Regions from separate parts of the Sus scrofa genome. Here region 1 is linked to region 2. Evidence: chromatin contacts called from public HiChIP or PLAC-seq data. All regions are on one chromosome and are shown on one strand. The core of a region is the stretch at or near the end of the contact, and the rest is flanking DNA. Distances in the headings are between cores, read along the strand shown.

Evidence for each region. HiChIP or PLAC-seq counts read pairs in DNA pulled down with a chosen protein or histone mark.
Region 1: a contact with region 2 is called in an H3K27ac HiChIP or PLAC-seq map of alveolar macrophages. The contact joins the promoter of C3H7orf26 here to the promoter of ZNF316 in region 2. A contact is called at or near these places in 1 of 47 Hi-C or Micro-C datasets (embryonic fibroblasts) and 1 of 2 datasets of contacts at active chromatin or transcription factors (alveolar macrophages).

What each region holds. Positions count from the first base shown.
Region 1 is chr3:4,624,515-4,631,196 of Sscrofa11.1, reverse strand. C3H7orf26 reads left to right here and starts at 4,224. Exons shown (of 6, transcript XM_021086073.1): 1 at 4,224-4,512; 2 at 4,920-5,141. The coding sequence starts at 4,321. ZDHHC4 (a long non-coding RNA gene) reads left to right here. Exons shown (of 8, transcript XR_002342216.1): 8 at 2,287-2,902.
Region 2 is chr3:4,565,425-4,571,546 of Sscrofa11.1, reverse strand. ZNF316 (zinc finger protein 316) reads left to right here and starts at 1,954. Exons shown (of 8, transcript XM_021086071.1): 1 at 1,954-1,992; 2 at 2,756-2,886; 3 at 5,361-5,518; 4 at 5,729-6,084. The coding sequence starts at 5,757.

The sequences.
Region 1 (6,682 bases), core at 2,975-5,474, 57 kb before region 2:
TTAAAAAATACTGAACTCTTTCAAACATCTTTATTTTGTCTGTCATAAAAAATGGTTTGTAAAAATCCAAGTGGGAGTTCCCATTGTGGTGCAGGGGAAACGAATCTGACTAGGAACCGTGAGCTGGCGGGTCGATCCCTGGCCTCGCTCAGTGGGGTAAGGATCCGGCATTGCCGTGAGCTGTGGTGTAGGTCTCAGACGTGGCTCGGATCTGATGCCGTGGCTGTGGCGTAGGCTGGCAGCTGTAGCTCCAATGCAACCCCTAGCCTGGGAATCTCCATATGCCTCAAGTGTGGCCCTAAAAAGCAAAAAAAAAAAAAAAAAAAAAAAAAAAAAGCAAGGGGTCCAGAACAGTTTAAAATGAAATGGGGGGGAGGAGGCGCAATGGGAAAAATAAGTAAAGGCAGTCAGAGGGGACAGAGTCCCGCGGGAAGGTGAGTGAGTCCTGGAGTCCCGGCAGGTAACTCACAGCACCGCAACATAGTTACCAGCGCTTGCTGTCTATTCCACAGTTGCTCCTAAGCACTCTCACCAGACACACATACGCAAATTGTAACTCTGTAAGGTGACAGGTGTGTTAACTAATGAGCTGATACACCGTCCTTATGTGGTATGTGGTACACCTTGAACTTGCGCAATATTATATGTCAGTTACATCTCAGTAAAGCTGGGGAAAAAGAAACTTGAAAACATTTTGCAAAACCACTGAAGTGAAAGCTGGGAGTGATGGCTCTCCCCTCCCACAGTTTCACTCCCCAGAGGCAACCGTTCCTATAGTTTGGTGTGTGTATTTCATGCTTTTTCCCTTCTGTGTATATATACCATACGCCTTCATTGAATTTCTTTTGTTTTTATATAAATAGGATTCCATGGTGATTTTTTGCATCTTGTCTTTCTCATTGGGCAATATATCACCAACATCTTTCCCACATTAGTACATAGACATTGAGCTCATTGTAATGTCTCCTTATTGTTCCATCATATGACTGTCCAGCGTCTTTCTCTTCCTCGTGGATGGATTTTTTTTTTTTTTTTTTTTTTTTTTTTTGCTTTTTAGGGCCGCACCTGCAGCATATGGAGGTTACCAGGCTAGGGGTCCAATCGGAGCTACAGCTGCTGGCCAGCACCACAGCCACAACAATGAAGGATCTGAGCCGCCTCTGTGACCTACACCATAGCTCACAGCAACACCGAATCCTTCACCCACTGAGCGAGGCCAGGGATCGAACCTGCAACTTCATGTTTCCTAGTCAGATTCATTTCCACTGCACCGTGATGGTGCCACTCCATAGACGGGTATTAAACTTGTTTCTTTCAGAAAGAGGGAGTATTAAAATCAGTGCTACAGGAGTTCCCGTCGTGGCGCAGTGGTTAACGAATCTGCCTAGGAACCATGAGGTTGCGGGTTCGATCCCTGGCCTTGCTCAGTGGTTTAAGGATCCGGCGTTGCTTTGAGCTGTGGTGTAGGTTGCAGATGCGGCTCTGATCCCATGTTGCTGTGGCTCTGGCGTAGGCCGGTGGCTACAGCTCTGATTCGACCCCTAGCCTAGGAACCTCCATATGCCGCGGGAAGCGGCCCTCGAAAAGGCAAAAAAAAAAAAAAAAAAAAATCAGTGCTACAGTGGGAGTTCCCATTGTGGTTAACGAACCCAACTAGTATCCATGAGGTTGTGGGTTCGATCCCTGGCCTCACTCAATGGGTTAAGGATCCAGAGTTGCCCTGAGCTGTGGTGTAGGTCGCAGATTGGGCTCGGCTCCTGTGTTGCTGTGGCCGTGGTGTAGGCTGGCAGCTACAGCTCTGATTGGACCCCTAGCCTGGGAACCTCCAAATGCCGTGGGTGTGGCCCTAAAGAGACAAAGCACACACACACACAAAATCAGTGCTACAGTGAATACCCCTGTCCCCATATTTCTGTGGTCAGATGGTTTTCAGAGAAAATGATCTCTTCTGTCCACCTGGAATTCATGTTAACGCTTGACCTAAGATCAACGTTTATTTCTCGGTTTACTCTGTAAACAGCTAACTGGCAGAGCACCGTCTCCTGAGTATGCTGCCTTTCCCATTTCCTTCTCCGTACATACTGCACTTATCCCACGTGAGACTCCTGTACGTAGTAGGATTTCTTGCTGGGCCGTTGATGGTTCTGACTTGCGGTCGCTGGGTCGGATGTGTACGGAGGTGGAGCTGGGGAGCAGATGTGTGGATCAGACCGTGGCGGGTGGGTGCTGGCCCTGCCGCGTGTCACAGCCTCGCTGCCTAACATGCTGCTTCCTCTTCGTCCCCAGTACCTGTTCCTGACCTTCCCGAGGATCGTCTTCCTTTTGGGCTTTGTCCTGGTGCTGAGCTTCCTCCTGGGGGGCTACCTGTGCTTTGCTCTCTACCTGGCTGCCACCAACCAGACCACTAACGAGTGGTACCGAGGCGACCGGGCCTGGTGCCAGCATTGCCCCCACGCGGCCCAGACCCCATCAGCAGAGCCCCGGGTTTACCGGAACGCGTACTGCCGTGGGCTTTGGAGCAACCTTCAGGAGATCTTTCTACCTGCTGCTGCACATTATGAAAGAAAGAAGAAATAAGAATGGGAAGAGTGGCGTTCCCTTCGTGGCTCAGTGGTTAACGAACCCAACTAACATCCCTGAGCTGGTGGGTTCGGTCCCTGGCCTCGCTCAGTGGGTTAAGGATCCGGCGTTGCCGTGAGCTGTGGTGTAGGTTGAAGACACGGCTCAGACCTGGCGTTGCTGTGACTGTGGTGTAGGCCGGTGGCTACAGCTCCGATTGGACCCCTAGCCTGCGAACTTCCATATGCCACAGGTGCGGCCCTGAAAAGTGGAAAAAAAAGGGGGGTGGGTGGGAGAGTGTTACTGCCTTTTAAATATAGTCTACATTATTTATACATATGTATGCTGACTTTCTAAGCATTGGTTTTTGGGTTTTTTTTTTTCTCGTTTCTGCTATACTTAGGAATCGGCTTTCAGTGGCTAAGGAGGGGAGGAGAAAACTAGTGTCCACTGAGGGCTCCATCCCTGCCAGGTGCCAGGCTGATAAATCCTGTGGCAGAAATGCCCCTTGCTTACCCTCTGCTCACTCAGCCAGATGGATAGGAGCATCCCTGAAGTCCTGGTGCCAAGGGGATCAACACTGGCTTCTCAGAGGTTCCAGCTGACCCTGGTCTGCTGGGCTCCTGGACAGGAGGAGCCTTAGGGCTGTGTCCCCTGACAGGCCGGAGGCCCTCAGTGCCTTGGAGGTGCTCTTGGCTGCACCCTCTTTGATGTCCTTTCCGTCTTTCCCAGGGAAAGGCCTCGGCTCCCCCCCACCCCTAGACTCTTTTTATCTTAACCACATCCAGCATCCTCACGTAGGCCCACCCTCAGGCCACAATGGGCTTTCACAGAAGGCATATTCCTGTGGCTTCTTGCTCGCCCTCCACTGGCCTCTTGCGGCCACATTCACGTAATTTCCGCCCTGTTTTTAAAATCCCATGCTAAGCATCCAGTGAATTGATTGCAGAGGATGAAGGCAGGAAGAGATTCATACAAAGTGCCGAGGGTTTTTAGGTTTTCCGGTCTTAGTCTTCAGGAGCAGGACACCTGATTCCCATGGCTCTCCCAGGCTAGGCCGGGCCTCTGGAGGGGACTGGGGAATAGCGACTCTGTGATAGGCTGCCTTATCTGTCACTGCAGCCCTGTGAGTTCAGAGGAGATGCAATCTTCACCTTTAAGACGAGTGGCTGAGGCCTGAGCCAGGGCCCTGCTGCCCATCCCTGTCCTTGGAAAAGCTCGCTGCAGTCACATGCTTTGAACCCCAGGCAGAGGAAGCCAGGGGAGCTTCGGGCGGCTCTTGCGGGAGTCGGGATCGATAAGACCCCGGGGCCCTCACTGGTGGGTGTGGCACCCCAGCTCGGCGGGGCGGCGCGGAACCCAGGCGCAGGGCGGCCCCTTCCGCGCCCGCGGGCCGCGCCGCCAGGTGGCGCCCTGCCGAGGGCGGGCCCTCGCCGCCGCCTTCGCTTGGCCCCTGCGGGCCGCCGTCGCCGCGCTCGGTCTTCCGCCGCCGTTCGGCTCAGCGGCGGCGGGTTCCCAGTGCTCTCGGTCGCGCCGCAGTCGCACCGCCGGGGCGCCCGCTGGCCGCCGGCGCCGGCGATGGCCCCCTGAGCAAGCCCGAGCGGGTGGCGGCGGGCGGGCGGGCGCCGCGGCCCAGGCACGGGGTCGGCGGGCGGAGTCCGGGTCGCGACCTCTTTGTCTCCGCAGCGGCGGGCGCGACCGCGGGGCCCGGGGCGGAAGTCCCGACGCGCTCCCGGCGCCCCGGGCCGCCGCGGCCGCACCATGAGCGACATCCGTCACTCGCTGCTGCGCCGCGACGCGCTCAGCGCCGCCAAGGAGGTGCTGTACCACCTGGACATCTACTTTAGCAGCCAGCTGCAGAGCGCGCCGCTGCCCATCGTGGACAAGGGCCCCGTGGAGCTGCTCGAGGAGTTCGTGTTCCAGGTGCCCAAGGAGCGCGGCGCGCAGCCCAAGGTGCGGCGGGCGGCCGGATCAGCAACCCCGGCTCCCTTTCCCCCTCCCGGTGACATGCATCGGCCAGACCACACACTCCCTTGCTCTCAGGGGCTCCGTTCTCGCGCTTGGCCTTGCTCCGTTTTGCGGGGCGTGTGACAGCCATGGCTCTTTGGTGTTGAAAGGAAGAGACTTTAAAGACCTGTTACGGAGAATCTTAAGCCGCAGTAGGTCATCTAAAAAACACCCCAGGATGATGCGTAATGACATAGAGTGACATTCTCTGAGATTAACAGTAGAGTTCCACTCCGGGGACCCGGGATTCAAAGAGGTGAACAATTCCCGGGGGAAAGTAGCGTATTTTGTGTTTTTACTGTGTGAACAGATTGGCTAAATGTGTCATCGCTTCTCCTGGATTTGTTTTGCAGAGATTGAATTCGCTTCAGGAGCTCCAACTTCTTGAAATCATGTGCAATTATTTCCAGGAGCAAACCAAGGATTCTGTCCGGCAGATTATCTTCTCATCCCTTTTCAGCCCCCAAGGGAACAAAGCCGATGACAACAGGATGAGCTTGTTGGGAAAACTGGTCTCCATGGCAGTGGCTGTGTGTCGAATCCCAGTGTTGGAGTGTGCAGCCTCTTGGCTCCAGGTACTTCTCTAGAAATAGAGTCTCTTCTCTTGAGGGTCTCTGAGGAGGGGTTTACTATCAGGATTTTTAACTTCATTGGATTTCTAGAGGGGCCATTTCCACATGTTAGCTCCTTGATTCACTGCCCTGTTTGCTGATACCCAGACCTATATTCACAGGTGAGCACCATACTTGGGAAAACAGTAGTTTCTTAATGGTAGGTGAATTTTAAAAGGCTCCATCTTCAGAACAAGTGACAAATTATTTTTCTTAGTTGAAAACAATAAGGTAGGATTTCGGAAACAGCTGTGCACGCAGCCTCAAAAAAAGGATTTTTTTTTTTAAGGATCATTATATGTCAGATTGTGACATTGCTTGTTTGTTTGTTTTGCTTTTAGCTTATAGGGCTGCAGCTGTGGCATATAGAAGTTCCCAGGCTAGGGGTCAAGTTCTCAGGCTAGGTTCCCAGGCTACTGCTGCCGGCCTACACCACAGCCACAGCAACTGGGGATTGGAGCTGCGTCTGCAACGTACACCACAGCTCATGGCAACCCTGGACCCCCAGTCCACTGAGCAGGCCAGGGATTGAACCCACGTCCTCAGGAGTCCTGTTGGGTTCGTTACTGCTGAGCCATGACGGGAACTCGTTTGCTTGTTTTTTATGGTTAGATGACTAAGCGTGTGAATTGTTTCAGGGTGCTATTAACAAAGCTGATGGCTCTTCTAATGGATGAGGGCATGAGAGCCTTCTACTGGCACCTTTTGCATCAACTATACTTTGATTAAAAAAAAAAAAAGAGCTTCTAGAGTGTTTTTAAATATCAAAGGAAAAATGGACTTTTATAGTAGATTTTGTATTAGATAGTTTTTTTGGAAGATGTTTTGCTTTTTCATTACTGAAAATCTTTGAAAAATGGATAATCCACTTACAGTAATTATTAACCGAAAATGTTGATTAATATCATCCTCAGCTAAGCTAACAGAATTTACTAATTCAGTTTCTCAGACCTGCTTCATTCCCAAGGACTTGAAATCATTTGGGTTTTTTCAGTTTATGTAAATGTTATTCGAGAGATCCCTCGTGGCTCAGCAGATGAACGACCTGCTATAGCGCAGGTTTGATCCCTGGCCCAGATACTATGTGCGGGCGTAGGCAAAAGAAATAAAAACATATATAGACATACACACACACACACACATATATATACATGTACCTATATATGTATATATATATTGTTTTTTGTAGTGGACAGGTAAATATCAGTAAAATCTGTGGCTTGATTGTCCCCATTCTGATTTCTGAGGCATCCGAATTGATCTTGTGGGCTGTATTTAACCTCAAGATTATTTTTCTCCCTGTGATACCCCTTACATGTAGAGTCTGAAACATGGCCCAGATAAACCAATTGACGAAACGGAAACAGACTTGCACACATAGAGAAGGGAACTTGTGGTTGCCAAGGGGTGGGAGGCAGGAGGGTGGGATGGCCGGGGAGTTGGGAGTTAGTGGATACAAACTAGACATTTAGAATGGATCAACAGTAAGGTCCCCCTGTGTAGCA
Region 2 (6,122 bases), core at 705-3,204:
TTCGGGTCTCATTGCTTTTTGTTGTTGTTGTTCTTGCTGCTTCCTGCTCTCTCGGGCTGCACAGGCTGGGGCAGGTCCTGTCCCTGGGACCCACCACCCACCACCACCTCTCTCCTTCTGTCTCAGAAGCAGCTGGATGGAGGGTGGACCAGCCCTGGTACAGACCCACTCACCTTCCCTTTTTCTCCAGGTGGCCTTGTATTCGCAGAGGTCTTGAGAGGGACTGGGTGCCTTCCTCTGACGGTCCTTGTGTTTCTTCTGGCCCATCAGCAGCCCCTTGCAGAGGCAGGCAATTGGCAGGACTGCGTCTCAGGCAGATCCCAGCCCATCATGTCAAAAGTGGTGGCAAGTTGGCAAGTCCCTTCTCCATTTCCAATCATCCACGACACTGAAGCATGATATCTTGTTTTCATTTACAGTTGTTATCAAAGGGTCCCCGTTGGTGCCAGGTGGGATTGTAATTTTTTTTTTTTTTAGAGCTGTATTCGTGGCATATGGAAGACCCCAGGCTAGGGGTGGAATTGGAGTACAGTTGTGGGCCCACACCACAGCCACAGCCACAGCCACATGAGATCTGAGCCACGTCTGTGACCTACACAGCAGCTCAGGGCAGTGCCAGATCCTTAATGCACTGAGGGAGGCGAAGGATCAAACCTGCATCTTCATGGACACCAGTCATGTTCATTTCCTCTGAGCCACAACAGGAACTCCAAGAAACCCTTCATTTTGTAGTGTTAATTATTAATTTTAAAACATTAAAAAACATCAGGGGCCATTGTGAGGGGTTAGATTGAGCTGGAGGGCATGCGGCAGGTGTTTTGAGTTGGGGAAGGCAAGGCTTGGGGCCAGGGCTGTACCCCTCTCTGGGCAGGTTTGAGTTCTCAGTGGGCCTGGAAGCTCACCAGCCAGGGGCTGAGGTTCTGAATGAGAGACACTGTTATTTCAGACAGGTGAGAACCCTCCCTGAGCCGACTGAGGTTGCTGCCCTGTCTTGAGGCTGGGGGACACTAGCGAAAATATAAAATAATGGTGCCTACGGGATAGTAGCTCACCATCAGACCCCAGCTGTGGATGCAGACAGGCTTTGGGGAGAGTATCCACCAAGTCCACTGACCTCACCTCACAGCTCCTCAGGTGGCCTCCATCCCTTCTGCCTCCCTCTGCGGGGACAACCCTCCCCTTCCCAGAGGCTGGCCTTCCCCATGGATCACTTGTCCCTCCAAGAAAAGCCTCCAGATCCGAGGCTCTATGGCATTCATCCAGCTACCCCGGCCCACCGCCTCCTCAGTCCTCATCCGTTCCGGGAATGCCCCCTCCACGTTCACCCAGGGTTGGCCCTGCGGGAGCTGTGGGCGTCCGGCCCACCTGCTCCAGCCTCACTGGCCCTTCATCTGCAGGGTGAGCCCCTGTCCAGCTCTAGGCCATGTGAGCCAGCGGGACACTTCCACGAGGCCCTGCATGGGGGTCACGGCCTCCCTCCACCATCGTGGGACCTGGGGAGGGTTCTGAGGCCTGGGCGGGCCCAGCGGGTCTGAAACCTACTAGTGCTCCCTCAATCATGGGTGAATGAAGAAGCCGGCCGGGTTTGGGGGGGCCAGCGCGCTCCAGCCTCGGGACCTCGCGGGGCTGGGCGGGGCCGGGGTCCCCAGAGGTGGGTTCGGGTCTTGGGGCGGCGCCAGGGCCCCCAGGGCTGGGGAAGAAGTGCGCACAAACGCAGGAACTCAGGGCCGGGGGCGCGGTCGCACATCAAACGCGGCCATTCCCCGCACGCACACCCCCTCGGGGACCGCGCTGGACCCCGCGTGACCGGAAGTGCCCCCCCGTGGGCACTGGCGGGGCGGAGCCCAGCGGCGGCACTTCCGGTGCCCACGCGCCGCCGCCGCGCAGCTTCGGGGCCGTCACTTTGTGTAGCGCGGGGTGCGCAGGCCCCGGCCGGGCCCGGGTGTCCGGCGGCGGCTCGGCGGCCGGCGCGCGCGGCGAGGGGGTGGCGCGGTGAGTGAGCGGCGGGGCCGGCGGGCGGCGGCGCGGGCGGCAGGTGCGGGCGGGCCCGGCGCGGGCGTGGGGCCGGGGGCGCGCCGCCCCTCGACGCCGGCGCGGGAGGCCGCGGCGAGCCGCGGGGCGGGCGGGGCCGGGGCCGGGGCCGGCGGGGCCGGAGCGGCGGGCTGGCCGGGCCTTAGGCGGCCGCGCCCACGCCCGGCGCGGCCCCTGCACCCCCTCCCCTGCCTGCGTGATGGGGGCGGGCTCCCACCCCGAGGGCCGGGCTAGGCGGGCAGCACGGAGGAGGCGGGCGGGGGAGGACACACACCCGCGACTCTGGGGAGGTGCCCGCGCCTCCGTTTAGGCCGGAGGGGCGGGGGTTGGGCTGGCGGCCGCCCCCGTGGACACACCCATCCAGGAGGGGCTGTCAAGGCCCTGGCCTCTGAGGGAGGCCGATGCCGCTGGAGGGATGGAGGTGGCTTGGCTTGGCACCCTCACGAGCTTGCTTAGTGACCTTGGGGGCCTTGTCTGGGTCCTCCCTCTGCAAATGGAGGTCCCGGTGGGCTGCTCCGTGGAGTCTCCTGCCGCCGGTAGGCGGGTTGAGGAACTTATTCCTCTGGTTGGATGGGGTCCGGGCTGCCCCATGTGGTTGCAGAGGTGGGAGAGGGGCTGGCCTTTGGGGGAGGCCCCAGTGGGCACGGGGAAGCGGAGGTGTGCCGGATCAGGCCTCTTAGCTGTGCTGTGTGGGGAGACCTTGGAACTTGGTTTGATTCAACAGGTGTTGGCAGGTCTGGGGAGCTGGCCAGCATGGTGAGGGGCTGCCCTGGAGCAGCCAGGATCGCCCTGTGGATACACCTGCAGGGGTAGCAAACCCATGAAAGTAGGGGAGCCCCGATCCGTGGGCAAACGGTGAGATCCGGGTAGTCAGGGAAGGAGGGTTCCTTGGAGGAGATGAAACTGTGGAAGGCCTTGGGCACTGGGTGTGGTCAGCGAGGCCCCAGAGGGGAGGAAGGGGCCTAGATACCTGTGCCACCCACACGTTTTTCCTACGTCTCTGTGAAGGTTACCTGGATACCAGACTTTAGCGAAGAGTTTCTGAAAGTATTCAGTGTGCCATTCTGCCCCTGTGGTCCTTCCTTCTCCCCAGGGAAGGCATGTCTTGTCCCCCCCCCCCCCACACACCCTGTTCTAAGTGTCTGCAGCACCATATCTTAGGGTGCAGCCCCACCCCTTTGGGATCTGAGTTGTTCTGCAGAGTTATGTTGCTGGGGGTTGCTTACCTGACTCTGTGGCCTCCTGAGCCGATGCCAGCAAGCGCGTTGCTGGTGGGCTGGCAGGCTAGAAAGAGACGAAAAGAGAGTGTGCGGGTTTGGGGGGCCTGCCCACCTCACACCTGGCCTGGGGAGGCAGAAGGAACCCAGCACCCATGTTACCGAAGCCTTTTCTTCAGAACCATTCTGTTCTGGATGCCGGGTCAGGGTGTCTGGCTGTGCCAGCCTCCGTCCCATCTGCGGAATGACGGCCACCTCCATGGCTGCTGGGTCTTTCCCTCCGCCAGTCACCAGCAGGTGCACCTCTTGGGAGAAGGGACCTCAGGTTGCAGCCTTTTTAGAGGCAGAGACTGTCCAGTGAGTTTCAGTCTGAAGGCTTCTCAGCAGCAGTAAGTTTCTTCCGGGACATGACAGTGGGGCCAAAATACTGAGTTTTGAAAATCTCATGTTTATCACATTGACCACAGACTATAGGTTAATTTCTTCAATAAATATTTGAGTGCTCGCTCTGTGTCGGGCACAGGGGGATTCAAAGATGAGCAAAGGGAACCTGTGACTTCCTGGAGTTGCCTGTGTACTTGGGGAGACACACAACAAGCCTTAGTATGTTAAAATGTGGGCGCTGAGAGGGCAGAGTCCAGGGAACTGTGTGTGTCATAGGAGCCGGGGGCTGCCCACAAAGGGTCAGTGAAGAAGCAGGGAAGGGTGCTGGGGGGCGGGAATGGCGTGTGCAAAGGTTCTGAGGCAGAAAGAGCACAGAGCGGCAAAGCCGTGGGTCCTCGGGTGCGGTGGCCTGGCCTGTGGAGCCTGCTCTGGGAGGAGGCAGGCAGGAGGCGGCTCTGCTGGGCTTGACCTGGCATCTGGGCTTTGCCTGGCATCTGGGCTCAGCCTGAATTGGCAGCCCGAGGCCTGAGTGAGAAAAGCCTCCCTCTGGGCCTGAGGTGGGCGGCAATTGGGACACCTCTGCTGAGCACTTTCGATGCCCCGACTGCTGGGCAGGGTTACGTCCTCCTGCAGGTGACTAAGGTGACACATGGCACGCATGTTTATACAGCTCAGGCACGTTCGCATGCCCAAATGGCTCTGGAGACCAGGGAAGTAGGCTCCGGGGGAGGCCGGACACTGGGTGGCCCTGCTAGATGTCGTTCTGTGACCTGTGTCTTTGGTTCAGTGAACTTGAATCTAGAATGGGGACAGAGGTGGCTTCTGGGCGCCAATGCTCCCCTGCCCCTGGACTTAGGCCCGGGTCTCTGGGAGGAGCTGCATGAATGCTCCCAGTTCCCTCACTGTTAAAGTGTGGATTTTAAAGCAGCAGCTCACAGTAGTTCAGAAAACGTACACTGCCTGCCTAACAGAAAGGGATGAGTTGTGGGGTTCTCGTAGGCGCCCTGCGGTCTGAACTGTTCTTCTTACTTTGGGCATCTTTCTGTGGGGGCCCCGTCCTGTTCTAGGGGCCCTGTGCCGGAGGCTGTCGTGTGTGAGCTGGGGTGGACCTTGTCGTGTGTGGCCTTCCTCTCAGGATCTTCCAGGTTCCTGCTCTCTTCCCAGGATTCCGGGGTCGCCGTATTAGCAGTGGGCTTGGCTCGCGTTGGAAGTGACCCCATTCAGGTCTGAGAGGCTGCTGGGGCCGTGCTGCTGTTGGATCTGTGCTGATGTTTGCACCAAAAAGGAGCCACAGAAACTGGCTTGTCCAAACCCATGGCTCTGGTCCTTGGGGCTCCACTGAGGCTGGTGAAGGATGTACAGCTGGGAGGGAGGAGTGGCCCCCGGGCCGCAGCCTCCTGTCCCTCTTGGATCCATAGCCCTGGGCTCTGCGCTGTGAGGCACTGTGGCTCTGTCTCCCCTGGGTGCCCGGGCTGAGCGGATGTGTCATCGATGTGAGAGTAGGATGATGGGCGCCCCTGGGCCTTCGGTGGTTCAACAGTCAGGATCCCCTGATCCCCAGACTCGAGGACATGTCACAGGGCTTCTCATCTCACCTTTGCTGGTCCAGCGATGAACCAGGTTGTCACGATCTGTGAAGCTTTTTCTAGATGCCCTGGATGGAGCGAGGGGTGAGCGGGGCGCAGGGGTTATGCCTGCTCAGGGTCTCTTCTCCTCTGCCTCCCGCAGGAAGGAGCCCGACCTGCTGGCCGGGCAGAGCGGGCCGCCCGGGCAGGGGGCCCTCGCTGTCCACTGCCTGCTGCGCTGCGCCGGCGTGCCTGGCCTCTCATGCTCAGACCTCGCCTCCCACGCTCCCTGCCACCAAGTTCATGCACGTTGAGAGCTGGGTGAGCATCTCCTCTGCCCGTTCATCAGGTGGGGCATTCCTCGCAGGCTCCCTGCACCCCTTTCAGCTAAACTCAGGCTGGGCCACCCTTGGACATGTCACCCGGGCTTGATGCGTCCCTGTCCTCGAGGCTAAAACCCGTGATCAGTCCCTAGCTTCCTCCAAGCGCTTGCCCGAGGCAGCTGGTCACCGTCGCCCGCCTGTGTTTCAGGCCAGGCTGAGGCTTTCTTCCGGAGACCATGGCGGCCCTTCCCACGACTCCAGACTCCCCTGCCGCCCAGCTGGAGAGGACGGAGGCTGGGTCGGAATGTGATCCCGAGCAGGACGGAGAAGAGGAGGAAGCGAAGGGGCAGGAGATGGAGGCGGCGATGGAGGAGGAGGCCGAGGACCTGGCCGAGGAGCTGGAGGCCGAGGGGGCGCGGGCAGGGCCGGCGGAGCAGGCGGAGCAGGATGACGACGTGGCGGAGGTGGTGGCAGAAGAGCGGAGTCCAGTGCTGGGGACCCAGGAGCGCCTTGGCCTGGGTCGGGGTGGTGGTGACACGGAGTCCCCAGCTCTTCGGGAAAAGGGTAAGAGAAAGGAGCTGGCCCTTGGGGAAGACGTTAGC